Linked DNA regions of Triticum aestivum: region 2 is linked to region 1. Evidence: chromatin contacts called from public Hi-C data. All regions are on one chromosome and are shown on one strand. Each heading gives the region's core, a stretch centred on a gene start, on an enhancer-like site or on the middle of the called end of the contact. The rest is flanking DNA. Distances are from core to core; before and after follow the strand shown.

Region 1 (7,071 bases), core at 2,583-5,082:
CAGAGAGGAACGACCTAGCACAGAGTTTCCGCATAGGAACAGCAGGCGGCGGCGACCATCCCATCAGTGGTGATGGAGCCGTTACCCAATCGTCGGGTAAGCACCCCCCTCTCACCTGAGCTATGCTCGTCTTCTCCCCTACCTTCCTAGGTCTTCTTCTCCCTCATGAAACCCTTACATTTTTGGGGATAAATTTTGCCGTTGATCGATGTATTTTTGTTTAGGATCCTATTTTTTGGGACGTTTGTGTTGTTATTACTTAGGTTCTGCGCTTGATTTTGACATGTGTTTAAGGCCTTGTCCCTTGTGTCGGTATAAATTTTGTTTCAGCAACATATCTGATTATTATCCTTTATCCAACTTTCATGCCAGCTACTTGATGCTAAAATCTAATGGGAACAATATCTACCATGTTTTTGTGTTGGTGATCTCATGCCGAACTTGCTTCATTTAAATTTGGGTTCAAAAGTTAACAATTTTAGAAAAGTGTGAATTTTTTTGACATTTTCAGAAAAATGTGAAATAATTTCAGTAAATACTACATATATTCAATACTAATCTAGGAAAGTTTCGGCTCAACTGGACCACAGGTTTTGGAGATAATGACAGTCTAATATGTTGGCTGATGTGGCCGGTTTTATTGCCACATGTGCACTTACGAGCGGGACCCATTTGTCAGTAATTATGTCAATGCATCCAAATACTAGATTAGACCTATCTGCAATGTATTACACCAATATGCGGTGTTTTCCGCAACAAACCCGTATAGTAGGTGTTTTGCGCAACACCAGCCCCAATAAGTGGTGGTTTGTGCAATCCAGAGAGAGTCCAGGAGGATGTTTTGATCCTCAAGTTATTGCGCACTGGGCGCTGGCTTAGCGTGGCGAGGAGATGAGATGAGATGAGATGGGATGATCAGCTGCTGCTGCTGCCTGCTGCATGTCGTGGGCAAGTGCAGAGAACGTGTGTTGCAGGCGTTGCAGGAGACTAGGAGAGGGTGGTGCTACGTGCTGGTTGCCTGCCTGGCTCCTCGGCTGTTGGATGCTCGGAGCAATCGGCCTTCTGAATAAAACTGTCCTACCCCCGCAAAAAACAAGAAATAATGAAACTGCCCTAAATGTACTATTTGAATGCAGCATGTGTGTGAGTATGTGCGTTTGTAAAGGTGAGTGTACGTGCGTATGTATGAGCGTCCGCGTCTGCACTGTATTAAAAAATGAAAAGAAGAAGAAAACATGTAATAACCTTAGTAAAGGAAAAAATGATCAAAGGGCAATGGATGATTTGGGCCTTCTGATGGGCCAAGTCAGCTTGGCCCATTGCATTGTAAACATGGTCAATGTGCACCATGGACCAAACTCACCGTAAGATATTATTTGCATGGGCCATTGGTGGTAGAAGCAAGACACCTTACATACAAGTGTGTTAGAGGGCCCATGCATGAACTTTAGTAGCACCTCTATTAATCATGAAAAACTTTAATAAAATTAGGAAGCACTGATACTGCATGCATTTTCTTTTTCTTTGCATGAAAACTTCCAATGTATTCATCTTCAATCACGACTGCATGCATTTACCCTGTCCCATCTAACTTTTTGGATCAAACTTTAATCCAAAAATGGAGAAACTAAAAATACGCGCATTTGATCTCAATAGTAGCAAATTTGAATTTGTTGTCAATGGTATTTTAGAAAATACCATTCAAAGAAGTATTTTTGAGTTCTTTTTTGGTATGTCAAATATTGGATTCAATATGCATTTGCAACTTCGGTCTATATGATACATACATGTTGTCTTTATATTCTTGTGATATACAAAAGTTTTTTAAATTACTATTGACATAGAAATTTTGCTATATGTGAAGAACATAGCCTAGAGTCTGTAAGATTTTGGTATAATTCCAGCACTTCAGATTCGGCAATAATATATTTGTAATCTATGCATACAATGTACTAATCGATAACGGGTTCACTATATATATGCAAGGACTTAACCAATCAAGTTTCAAAAAGAGTCAATCTGGTTTTTAACGATGATGAAAACCATTTCAGAAATTACTCAAGTAGCAGTGGTCCGATACTCCCATCAGAAATCAGAACGGTCATGTTTCTTCTGCCCTTGATAATTTACACGTACGGCACATTCGTACTCTCAAACTTTTCCCGGTAAAATTCACACAGCACATGCTGCTGCATCGCGCGCACGCAGCTGATCATCAGCAACCGACGGCGGCGGACGGGCAATAAACGGCCAGCTCACAGGCTGGGCACCCTCTCGGCGGCGCCGGAGATGACGGTGAGCAGGTTGTTGCCGAAGGGGTCGCTGAGGTGCGCGCACAGGTTCTCGAAGGGGCCCTCGCCGGTGACGTAGGCCTGGATGAAGAAGCCCAGCATGGAGAACATGGCCAGCCGCCCGTTCTTGATCTCCTTCACCTTGAGCAGCGCCGCCTGGTCGGGGTCGGTGGCGAGGCCGAGCGGGTCGAATGGGCCACCGGGGTGGAGCTTGTCGTCAAATTCCTGCCGGAGAAGTTGACCAAACCGTTGGTCACTACAAGGACGCCTGGCTGCGGCAACGCATATCTATGTTTCAGGATACTGACCAGCCCGTTGGTGATCCTGTAGTACTCGGCGCCTCCGACGAGGACGACCTCGGCGACGACGGCGAGGATGAGGTTGATGGGGATGCTGTTGCCGAAGTAGTTGAGGGTGTTCCCGTCAAGGAGCAGGGCGCCGGTCTGCAGGATGTATGTTGTTTATGGCACCGTGAGCTCAAACTTCCAAAGTTCTGAATCTGAAGCCGTGAGAAATGACGATCTGCATTCAGCAATTACCTTGAACCAAACTGCCTCGGGACCGCAGTTTGCGCCGAACTTGTTGAGCGCCTCGGGGATGATGAATCCGGCGGCGCCGAGCATGGCCCACCTGGCATGGATGAGCTCAAAGGCCTGGTACCTGCAGCATTGAGGTGTAGAGCAGGATCGCTTAGTCGAGAGAATATGTTCTGAAATTTGACAGAACACTTCACAGATTAGTCTATACTTGCAAAATGCAGATTACTACTGTCTGTACTTACTTGGCGAAGTCCTCTGGCTTCTTGCCCAGGCCAAAAGGATCATAGCCGTAGCTGCAACTCCAAAGGGAAAGCAAGCAATTAGTTCAGATGGATATCACTTATGCTTACATACATGAGCATTTCAGTTATGTGAGAACTTGTGATGTACTCCATGCTGCTAAAGGAAACAGTATTGTGCTTTGCTCTTGCAGAGCTATGACAAAGCATGACTGATGTGTATGGTGTGTAGAGTAAATGGAGTTGAGGCCTATGACTTACTCTCCGGGAACCTCTCCGTTGAGGTACTCCGGCACCTCCGACCGGTCAAGGAGACCGTTGGGCAAGTAGATCCTCCTGTCAGGACCTGAAACAAAATAGAAGACAGATTTAGACACACACGAATATTCAGAACTGAACAAGTTATCTGATAAGAGTGAAATCTCAGCTGAGAGCCCGTCAGATTTCTTTGTACTCACCGTACCACTTGGCGAGCTCGTCGTCGATGCCCACGCTCGAGGTGGCCACGGGGGCGGGCTTCGGCTTCGGGGCGGGCTTCTTCTTGAAGCGATCAAAGAGGGAGACGATCTTCTGTGCGCCAGCAGTTGGTGCCGCTGTGGCGTACCTGGAGGAGCCGGCGAAGTTGAGCCGGGTGCCGAGCATCTTCGTCGGAGCGAGCGCCGCCATTGCCTCGAGCCCAAAGTTGAGGGAGAAGGGGCGTGCTCAGCTCAGCAAGAAGGGAGGATGTGATGGGTGGTTGTGGAGGGAAATGTGGGGTAGTTTAAATGGTTGGAAATGAGGATTGGAGGATGTTGTGGGCCCATCAAGGATAGGCCAAGGGGGCTGTGATTGGCTCAGTATTCAGGAGGGCTATCTGTTGCTTGGGCCTGATTGGGCGGTATGTGCTGACTTGGCAGATGAGGGTGCTGATGTGGCACCATTAGGGCCGCTTGCTATCTCGTTTATCAGGAGCCATGAGATACCAATTGGTCCAAACATAACAGATAGGGACAGATATCCAATGAGAGATGGAGAGAACCAAGACAAGAGTTCCAGACCACACACACCCCCGAGAGTTCCATCACAATTTGACAGCACCAAATCAGGCTCAAGTTTTAGCAGATGAGATGAGCAAAACCAGTAACAGAACATAAGCCGACATGTACAACGATCATAAAAATCTTCATCGGTTTGAATTTTCTTTCTTAACTACCACAATGTTCAACATTTCCAGAATTTCAAACAATCCCTATAGCATAATGTCAGAACCCTACTTGAATACAAACCTACTTACAAATGTTCAAAATGGGATATTAATGTGACACGGTAGTCTCTATCCAACTAATCACCATCTAAGATAGCAAATAGCAGCAGCCATCTGGTGGTGCAGCTCAGTGCCATTTTTCAATCTGTTTTGAAGTTGCGGTGGCAAGCTTTTTGGTGTTTACAACCAACTCGTCAAACAAACCGGCAATGGTGTCCCTGGAATAGAGAAGAGGAGGAAAGGGTGAGCAACCATGGAACAATACACATTCTTTTGCATGCAAATTGAAGTTATCTTCCGGGTGTGGCAAATGCCATAAGGTAGCAACTTGACGAATTTCAACCATGAGAAACAAAGATTAAGTTATGCGAGGGTGATATAATACTTAGTTTCCTTCTCATCCCAAACAGAGAACTTGCACAGATCTTCAAGATTTCAAAGTAAACATCAAATCAAATTATGTTCTATTTTAGACTACAATTTTCAGAAATGTTGGCATATTAGTGCAGTAAAACACATGTGCATTAACTGAGAGAGGAATGAGTAGTGTTGGGGCCTCAACTTGATTTTTAACCATGACAAAACAAAACTGATTAAGTTATGTCTAATACGAGAAAAAATGCAGTTTTTGTTCATATAAAACAGAATCTCAAACAATTAGTGCTGAAATAGCTCAAATTCTGAAATTAATACTAACAAATCTGTTTTCTGTAACATCCTACCAGGTCTATTTATTCAAAACCCTCATGCTGTCAGAAATAGAGTAATAGCACAGTTTGATATTGTAGTTTATGTCAGAAGTCACGAATGAGATGCTATTTTTGTTTGTTTTTGTGGGCATAGTTACATTATGCGTACACGAGATACTTGGATGTCACTTCAAATATCCCACTGTTGCACCTGTTACCATCCTGATAGAGAATGAGATTGTGAAGAATCTGCACTGGTCCTCTAAAAGCTCGTGGGTTCAGGCTTCAGGGATTAGGTTGTGTGATTAGATTCCTCCAGGCAATTTGCACCGTTTCGGCCTTTCGGGATCGTTTTCAGCAAGACACGACACAATCATTAAGTTAGCATTAGTTCCCATAGAAATGCCATTTTACAATGTTTAGTGAGGAACACAAAAAAATTGGTGTGGTTTTCCATGGTTTGCACTTATCGCTAAATATTTCCACTTCATTTTAGGCGTTCAAGTAATCAAGTGTTGCATGCCTATAATATGTGTATAGTTTATGAGTCTGGACGAAACAAGTAGTGCTAATAGGGGTGTTCAAAAATGGTCTCAGTTCAACCAGTCATTAGTGAACCATCGCATATAAATTTTCGAAATGGCACCACTGCTGACATCACATGGAAAGAAGGAAAATGAACTATGGCTTCACAGCCGGTTTTGGACGTGTTGGGATCAATCCATACTTGAACACTCTTAGGTGCTAATATGTTACGGTAAAATAATATAACTATAAGGTCATATTGTAATGCCAAATGTGGGCCAGGATGGAGCTTAAGTTAAAATAGATTTGGCTCTGGCATGGAATTGACCACTCTGTTCATTTTCTTCCTTTTGTCTTTCACACTGCAATACTGAGTAAAGCTCTTGTTCTGGGGTATTCCAGTCAAACTGCCAATCACCCCAGTTTGGATAACTATTATGTGGGAATGCTTGAAGATATCTTTTCATTTCAAAGCATAAGCAAAGCTTGTTTAAGGTTCTTTCTCCAATCTCATTTGGTAAGCTACGTATTTTAAGTTCAAACAACATCAATAAAAAAAAGATACACAAGTCAATTTTCTGTTGTTCTTTTAGCAACTACTGGGAGTGTTTGTTTCAAGCCAGTTGGTATAATTCCACTTTACCCTCCAGATTGCTCTTCTTCCAAATTCACTTACATGACCAACTGTAACTAGAGTAAAAACTTCAAAGATAATAGATATTACAAGGTTAGGCAACAAGGCATAGCACGTATAGGAATGTCTGTTGCACAAATCCCTCTAAATATTTCATGCCCATACAGTACTTACTTAGGCAGATTTGGAGTTTCCTGGAATATTTTACCAACGTTTGAATGTCTTTTCTTTTCATCACGAGCAATTCCTTTGCCCAAGCCATAACCAAAACCAAATCCTATACCGCAGCCAGCTCCAACTCCGAAGCCTAAAGTGAGTCCAGGAAATCCATAACCTAATCCTGCACCTACATTATTCATGAAAAAGATAAAATTATACAGAGTTCATTAAAAAAATGAGACAAACAATAGGGGAGGGAGGAGATTCCAATGAATCAATGAACTGTATATAAAAGATGGATTAGCTTTGGAAAAAAAAGAGCTCAACATTTTTACGCATTAAAAAACTTGTCGGTATGCCATCTTAAGCTTATTTCAATGCAAGAAAATAAATATGCAAGCATTCTTCTACCTTATATTTCTGATAGCAAACGACAAGGGAGCAAAAGAATAGATCTCACCATGTGATATACCATTCAATGATCACACTTTTAACAACTACAAAACTTTCAGAATTTATAAATTTCATACAAGAAATATACCCAATTGAGTATGGCATATCTATAGTTGCAACTATAGTTTGGAGAGAAGAAACATTGTCTCAATTTGTATAGGGGCACACTATACAATTACTGAAGTGTTATTCAGTAATAGCTAACCACTTGAATAGATCAATATTCTTGCTTGCATCGTCATGTTTACTTCTTTACACACTACATCGACAATTATCTAAAGCAACAAAGTAAGAAAAGT
Region 2 (7,071 bases), core at 2,721-5,220, 610 kb after region 1:
CAGGTGGCCGAGGTGCAGTATTGTGACGGTGTCATGAGGAGTGCCCATAGGCCTCGGGGGTGTAGCCGAGTTTGCTGAACCTCGTTAACAAATCTCGGTGCCGTGCCTTGTGTGATTGCTTGGTGCTCGGATGATCGACTATGTGTCTCGGATTATTCTAACATCTACAACAAGGTGTCCAAGGTATACTTTCTTTGAGAAAGAGATATTCCTTTTCCAGACCTAGCCACTTCTATACCAAGGAAGTACTTGAGTCGACCACGATCTTTAACTTCAAAGGCCTTACTCAGACACCTCTTTAACCTTGCTATCTCTAGTCATCATCACCAGTGACAATGATATCATTTACACAGACTGCAAGCATGGTTATGTTTCCTTTTAGAGTGTCTATAAAACAATGTATGGTCACCATTGCATTGTCACATACTGCCCATCTAAACTTTCAAACCAAGATCTTGGAGACTACTTCAGTCGCAAAGAGTTTTCTTTAGCCTGCATACCTCGTCAACTGTTTCAAAAGTCAAGAACCCAGGTGGGATCTCCATGTAGACCTCCTCCTACAAGTCCCCATGCAGGAAAGCATTCTTCACATCAAGTTGATGTAAAGACATTCTTCACATCAATGTTCATCTTCGCTACTAGAGCAAAGGTCTCATCATAGTCAATGTCGTAGGTCTGGCTGTACCCCCTTGCTAAAAGCCTCGCTTTGTACCATTCAATATTTCCTTCTGCATTCTGCTTCACAGTGTATGTTCACTTGTAGTTGACCACCTTTTTTCTTGTTGGAAGAGGTGTTAGTACCCATGTCTTGTTCTTACACAGAGTCTCCAACTCCACCATGGCCATACGCCATTTTGAGTTCTCCTTTGTCTTCTACCAGTCAGTCAGAATTGACACAGACTAAAGAGAAGCAACAAATGCTTGCTGGAGCTAGTGCTTCATAGGAAACATAGTTTCCAATATCATTGACATTGAACCCATACCGTTTATTTGGTATCCCTGTTGTTGTTCGAGTAGTTCTCCTCAAAAGCAATTTGCCCATCGATTGACCCTTCTAGTCATCATGATCCCCATCAGAGGAGATGGAAGTCACATCAGTACTACCCTGTTGTTTCATCAATGGATGATCTTGCTCCCTCGGATGTGCAACACCATTACCATGCTTCCATGAATACACCTTGAGCTGCTCCTCTTGCGTGCGACTGTGTGAAATTGGTGTTGATGCTTTTTTTGTGCGCATTGGTGTGCAGGATTAGGTTGTTGCTCTTCAGATGTGCCTTCCGAGTTACAGTTGGCGGATTTCTTTACGAAGGCCCAAACTAAGTGTTGTTGATCCACCTGGGTTTTTTTTTGTGTGTGTGTGTGTGGGGGGGTAGCCGTGTACCCCTTTGTATTTCCCTGTTCTATAAGGGGTTTTCTGCATATTGTACTGCACATGTACGTGTATATATACTGGCCTATGGCCACATGGAAATACAAGTTACATATTTCCTAACACTTACCACCCTTACCAAATTAAATCCAATGACATAATCACAAAAATATAACATGCCGAACAGAATGTCCCACTAGAGTAGAGCATGCGACATTTCAAAATATAGTGTAACAGGGGAGACAGCTACTCAACCTCTCCAAACCAAACTTACATGTTCTATCCAAGTTGAATGACACTTTCTTTGGTTCAAACTTCTTCTTCATAAACACAGCTGTGCCTGCATATTTTGAATCTGAAAGGGACCACCACACACGGTAGTCTTTGAAAGGTGAGCTCGACAAAGCACGCAGCACTGTCTGCATGACATCAAGAAGTAATTGTAGAATTACTTAGTTAAGCACAACTAATGCAACTGCTGTAACAACCTACGCTGAAAAGAGAAAACAGATGGAAACTAAGTTGAAATTTATTCATAATTGTTTCCTGCTAAATACACAGTCACCACAACACAGCAATGCTTCAGGATGCAACTGATACAAATCAAAGTCCAATTTTACACAATCTAGAGTAATTTTTTCAAAAAATAGATATACTCTTGCAAAACTATCAGAAATCACCCTTTTAAGAAGCATTTTCAATAGACTACACATGTATCACAAAAACAGAGTTTTTACAAAGCCATTTCAAGGAACTACACATCTTATCCATAATGCGGAAATCTAATTTCAGCCAGAACCAATGGATCTGACATAAGGGATCCACTTTCCATAACTACAGGGTACAGGGCTACTCCCTTAGTATTACCTGTTTTTCTTCGCGTGACGACGTTGTGTCGTCTTTTAGCTCACTAGGATTTTTAGGTGCCCCTTTGGAACCAGCTGCTGGCATCCGCACTTCCTGGCAAGTGGCAAAGAAGTTCAGCAAAGATCCTACTCACTGATACATACATAATATGCTTAGATTGTTAAACTAAAAAATAAAGTAGAGAACCTAACCCGAGAACAGCATAATAGTTGCGATTACTGATTAAGAGTACAAAACAAAACAACAATTTGTGGCTAGGGCAACTAAACACCCAAAAGGACAAATAATAATATTATTAGGCTGCTAAGTTGTCATAACTCATAACAACTAAAGGTATTGGAATTGAACGGAAATAAAGACCTTGGCCTGTCATTTTTACAACCCAAAAGTGGGGTTTGTTATAAACCCAGTTCTACTCTACTGCACTAAAACAAGAACCCAAGGCGGATTTGGATTTCAACTATTGAGCTGCAATTTCAAAAAGAGGCTAGGGTTAATCGATCCACCATATCCAGACATCAGAATAATGTAGAAGGACATAAGTTTTCTCAAATAATGATTCAGCTTGAGAATTACTTCATCGTATGGCCTATATTTTGTTGTAACTGTACTATTGCTGCAAATCAGCACATGGTATAGGTACGAGAACTTGTTGTAGCAGCAGATAGTGGCTAATTGAGCAACCAAATAACTGGAATTGGAACACTAGGACTGACATAAGTAACAGATAGACCAAAAACAAGTTTTTCACATTTTCTTTCCGCAATGTTGCCAACATTAATCCAGGATAAGTTGATAACAAGAAACAGGCAAGTAGATATCAGTTCACTGATTTAAGAATATTTTCATAGCATTCAGTCTGTTTCATAAAATGCTCAACACAACCTCTGCAAACACCACCCTAGCCTTTACAACCATCAACACTGCATGCTCTCTACTCTCAGTGGTACATAGCCTTGATGTATTATGAGCAAATATAGCACAGCATGCCAAACAACCAGAAAAATGCACAGCAGGAATCGTCGGTCGGCATAATCAGTCACCAGCTAGTCAGCTAAGACAACTGGCACCATCAATCTCGCAAGGGATGCAGCACGCTGGAATTGGATTAAACCCTAGATCAATCAGATGGGTCAAACCCTAGATTACCAGAATTGGATTAATCTTGCACAAAAGGACAACTAAGATGTACTCGCCCCAATGTGCTAGATGAAATGCCTGCGAGCAACGGCAGCTCCTGCATGCCACATTGCAGCACACTCGCCTAAAAATCCCTCGGCACAGCACTCGCATTGCAGGCTAAAACCAAATCTAGGGTAGCAAGCAAATCCGGACACACAGAAAGGGTGCTGAATGAAACGCTCTTTGCCTTGGCTCACCTGGACGCAGATGACGTCGGGGTCGAGGCGGGCGACGAACTGACAGAACGCGGGCCAGTCGCTCTTCATCCGGAGCAGAAGGCTGTTGGCGTTCCACGTGATGAACCTGCGTGGCTCCTCGCCGGGAGGGCCGTCCCCGCCGGCGTCGGCCGCGGTGGGGGCGCGGCCATCAACGCAGTCAGAGATCGCGGCTCCGGCGGGCCTCTTCTTGGCGGGGGATCCGTCCTTGAGTACGGGCTGGAAGAAGCGCTTCATGGCTGGCTGGTGCGGCTGCGCTCCCCGGCAGCCGCCAGCAGGGGAGGGAACACCGGAAGTGAAGTAACGACGGGCAAAATACTTTTTTTTTTGCCGATAAAGGGCGCCTTCCGATATCTATCGTAGGTAAGGCCCAAGAAGCCCAGCAGCATCTCAGCCCAAGAAGCCCAGCAACAAACCGTGCACGATGCACAGCCGCCTCCGCGACACTCTCCGTTCTTCTCGCCGGTCCTTCCTCGACGGCTCGACCCCCACCGCGCCGGCGCTGCCGCGGAGCACCTCGGACGGCATGCAAATCAGGACATCCATACACAGCGGACAGCGCGCGCCCTAATTCTATCATATCGTGCCCCAGGTAGACCTCAAACCCGTCCCCCGTCCCCATGACATGCCGAGCGTGCTGCCCCGCTCCCCCGGCAAGGTGCCGGCAGCCGGGTGGCGGCACCCTTGTTCTCCCGGCGGCTTCCCACTTCGTGCCAGGGATTCGCTGCCACCAGTACCCAAAAAGCCCTCCTCGCCTCACCTTTGCCCACGCCGCCAAACACGCCTGCAGGCTTGCTTCCACTGAGGCACGCCGCCTCCAGGTCTGTCCACCTTTCCTCCACTGGACTGGCGTGCGGACTCGGAAGATTTCTTCATGTTTCGGTAAGGAACCCTAACGTTGCTTGGATTTCTGCCTCTTCGGGTCAAAGCCAAACCTCTTCTTCCTCTCATTTAGTTACTGAAAGTCTGAAACACTATGTACCATTTTGGTTTACATTTTTCTAATAAAATGTGTTGACGCAGCTTGCAAAGCAACTGGTTTGCACAACTTGCTAAACAATGACACTATTCAGGATGAATTTGATTCTGAGAGATCGGCGTCTCCTTTCTCGGTTGCTGGATTTTTCAGCAGGATGTCATTCTGGTGGATGAATCCCTTGATGAAGAAGGGTTACAGAAAGCCTCTTGAAGAGAAAGACATACCTGCGTTGGATGTTGCAGATCAAGCAGGCACTCAGTACTCAATGTTTGTGGACAAAATCAATGCTAAGCAATCATCTCTTTTCTGGGTAATTGTTTCATGCTACAAAAGGGACATTCTGTTTTCTGGGTTCTTCGCATTGCTCAAGGTACTCACTCTATCTTCTGGTCCGTTGCTCGTAAAGGAATTTATCAATGTATCCTCAGGAAAAGAAGCTTTCAAGCATGAAGGTGTTGTTATAGCACTTGGACTTCTTCTGTCTAAATGCTTGGAGTCATTAGCCCAGAGACAGTGGTATTTTCAAACACGGAGGGTGGGAATCCAAGTGCGGTCACTCTTGTCAGCTTCTATTTACCGAAAGCAACAGAAATTATCATGCTTTGCCAGTATAAAACATTCTTCTGGAGAGATAATGAACTATCTCATAGTAGATGCGTACAGGGTTGGGGAGTTTCCTTTCTGGTTCCATCGGACATGGACTACCGGCTTCCAACTTGGCATTGCCTTGGCAGTACTATACGATGCAGTTGGTCCTGCAACAATAGCATCTGTTCTTGTTATAATGCTTACTGTTCTACTGAATGCCCCTCTGGCCAGGCAACAGCAAGATTTCCAGAAGAAACTCATGGAAGCTCAAGACATGAGGTTGAAAGCTATGTCTGAGTCTCTTGTGAACATGAAGGTCCTGAAGCTTTATGCATGGGAGGCCCACTTCAAGAGTGTTATAGAACATCTTAGGGAGTTGGAGCTAAAATGGTTGTCAGCATTCCAACTAGGAAAAGCATATACTAGTGTTGTCTTCTGGGCATCACCTGCACTTGTTTCAGCGGCAACATTTATCGCATGCTATTTTCTGGGAGTCCCACTTAATCCTAGCAATGTATTCACCTTTGTAGCTGCACTGCGCCTTGTTCAGGACCCTATCAATCATATTCCAAACGTTATTGGCTCTGTAATTCAAGCAAGGGTTGCATTCTCTCGGATAAGCAGTTTTCTTGGTGAATCTGAGCTGCCAAAGGATCAAATTTCGATGGAGCATTGTGTGTGTAGTCAGTATCCTATAGTATTCAAATCTGGCTGTTTCTCATGGGACAGCTCAGGAAATCCAAATCCGAGGAATATTAATTTGGAGGTGAAAGCAGGAACGAAGGTAGCAATCTGTGGCGAGGTTGGCTCAGGAAAATCCACTCTTTTGGCAGCTATTCTGGGAGAGGTCCCAAGGACAGAAGGAATGGTATATTTTTGCTGCTTTGTGTTTAATTTACTTTGCTAACCAATGATCATAATAATGATGTATGTTATTCTGGAACCTCCCTTTCTACCATCAACTTATTATCCATTTAGTATTGTCACATGGTTAGCATGTAGTGTACTACTTACTCTACTGTGTTGCAGCTATGAATCTAGCTTACAGTAAATGTGTTTGGGTTATACTAACAAAACTACCTTTTGTAATCTAAAGAGTGAGGTTATAACATTTTGTTCTGTCTATAGTATTGGATCAAATTATGGGCATCAAACTTTTTGTCCTCGCAGGTTGTGGCTGCAACACACTGCTCCTTAGTGTCATTTTCCAATCCCTTATTCAGAGCATGAGTGTGCCATGTTCAATGCTGCCACAAGAATCTTCGTCGGGGATTGGGACAACATTTACTATAGGAATTGAGGTGGTTAAATGGCTTCTCTGTCGTGGTTCTCGGAATCCTCAGGTTCTTACTCCACCTGCTTTGCTTATCTCGCATGCATCGCAGCCTCGCTGGCCTTGAAACCTTCCGAGTTGATCCTGCAAAGGTCCCCTTTATGTTGGAAATTTTTCGTTTTACTTGTGATTTGCAAATGCGTCTGGATGGTTGATCACTTAGCCAGCTGTGGACTCTATCATAACGCCAACTGGCCACTGTGCAACGATCATGAGAGAAATATTGATCACCTATTGGTGCGATGCAGTACCGGAGTAGTGTTTTTTTCTTGGGCTCGTCTCCTAATTTCGCACCCACCCCACAGGCAATGCTTCCCTAAAGATTGGTGGATCAACTCCTATGACATTCAACAAGCTTTTCGAGGCGATTAGAGCTGAGTGTCAACTCTAGCAAAGGGCTAGAGCTAAGGGATTGGTTGTTCCCTTCCCTTACTTTGCCTACTAGTCGCTTTGTGGTCACTTTTTGTTTGCTTTTCTGGTTGTCAGCATGTCTTTCCTATTATAACTCTTGAACCTCTAGTACCTGATCTATAAT

What was found. A called contact is a pair of places that touch in the nucleus more often than the background predicts.
Region 2: a contact with region 1 is called in a Hi-C map of leaf, with 8 times the contacts expected there. The contact joins the promoter of LOC123086761 here to the promoter of LOC123086754 in region 1. A contact is called at or near these places in 2 of 5 Hi-C or Micro-C datasets (both in leaf).

Annotation. Positions count from the first base shown.
Region 1 is chr4A:534,273,354-534,280,424 of IWGSC CS RefSeq v2.1, forward strand. It overlaps LOC123086754 (chlorophyll a-b binding protein CP26, chloroplastic), which reads right to left and starts at 3,833. Exons shown (of 6, transcript XM_044508544.1): 1 at 3,528-3,833; 2 at 3,331-3,415; 3 at 3,073-3,123; 4 at 2,831-2,951; 5 at 2,600-2,734; 6 at 2,086-2,516. The coding sequence starts at 3,735. The coding sequence ends at 2,256. It overlaps LOC123086755 (protein TRIGALACTOSYLDIACYLGLYCEROL 5, chloroplastic), which reads right to left. Exons shown (of 3, transcript XM_044508545.1): 2 at 6,335-6,506; 3 at 4,223-4,530. The coding sequence ends at 4,440.
Region 2 is chr4A:534,881,922-534,888,992 of IWGSC CS RefSeq v2.1, forward strand. It overlaps LOC123086761 (DNA-(apurinic or apyrimidinic site) endonuclease), which reads right to left and starts at 3,971. Exons shown (of 9, transcript XM_044508554.1): 1 at 3,619-3,971; 2 at 2,240-2,332; 3 at 1,647-1,791. The coding sequence starts at 3,873. It also overlaps the pseudogene LOC123086762.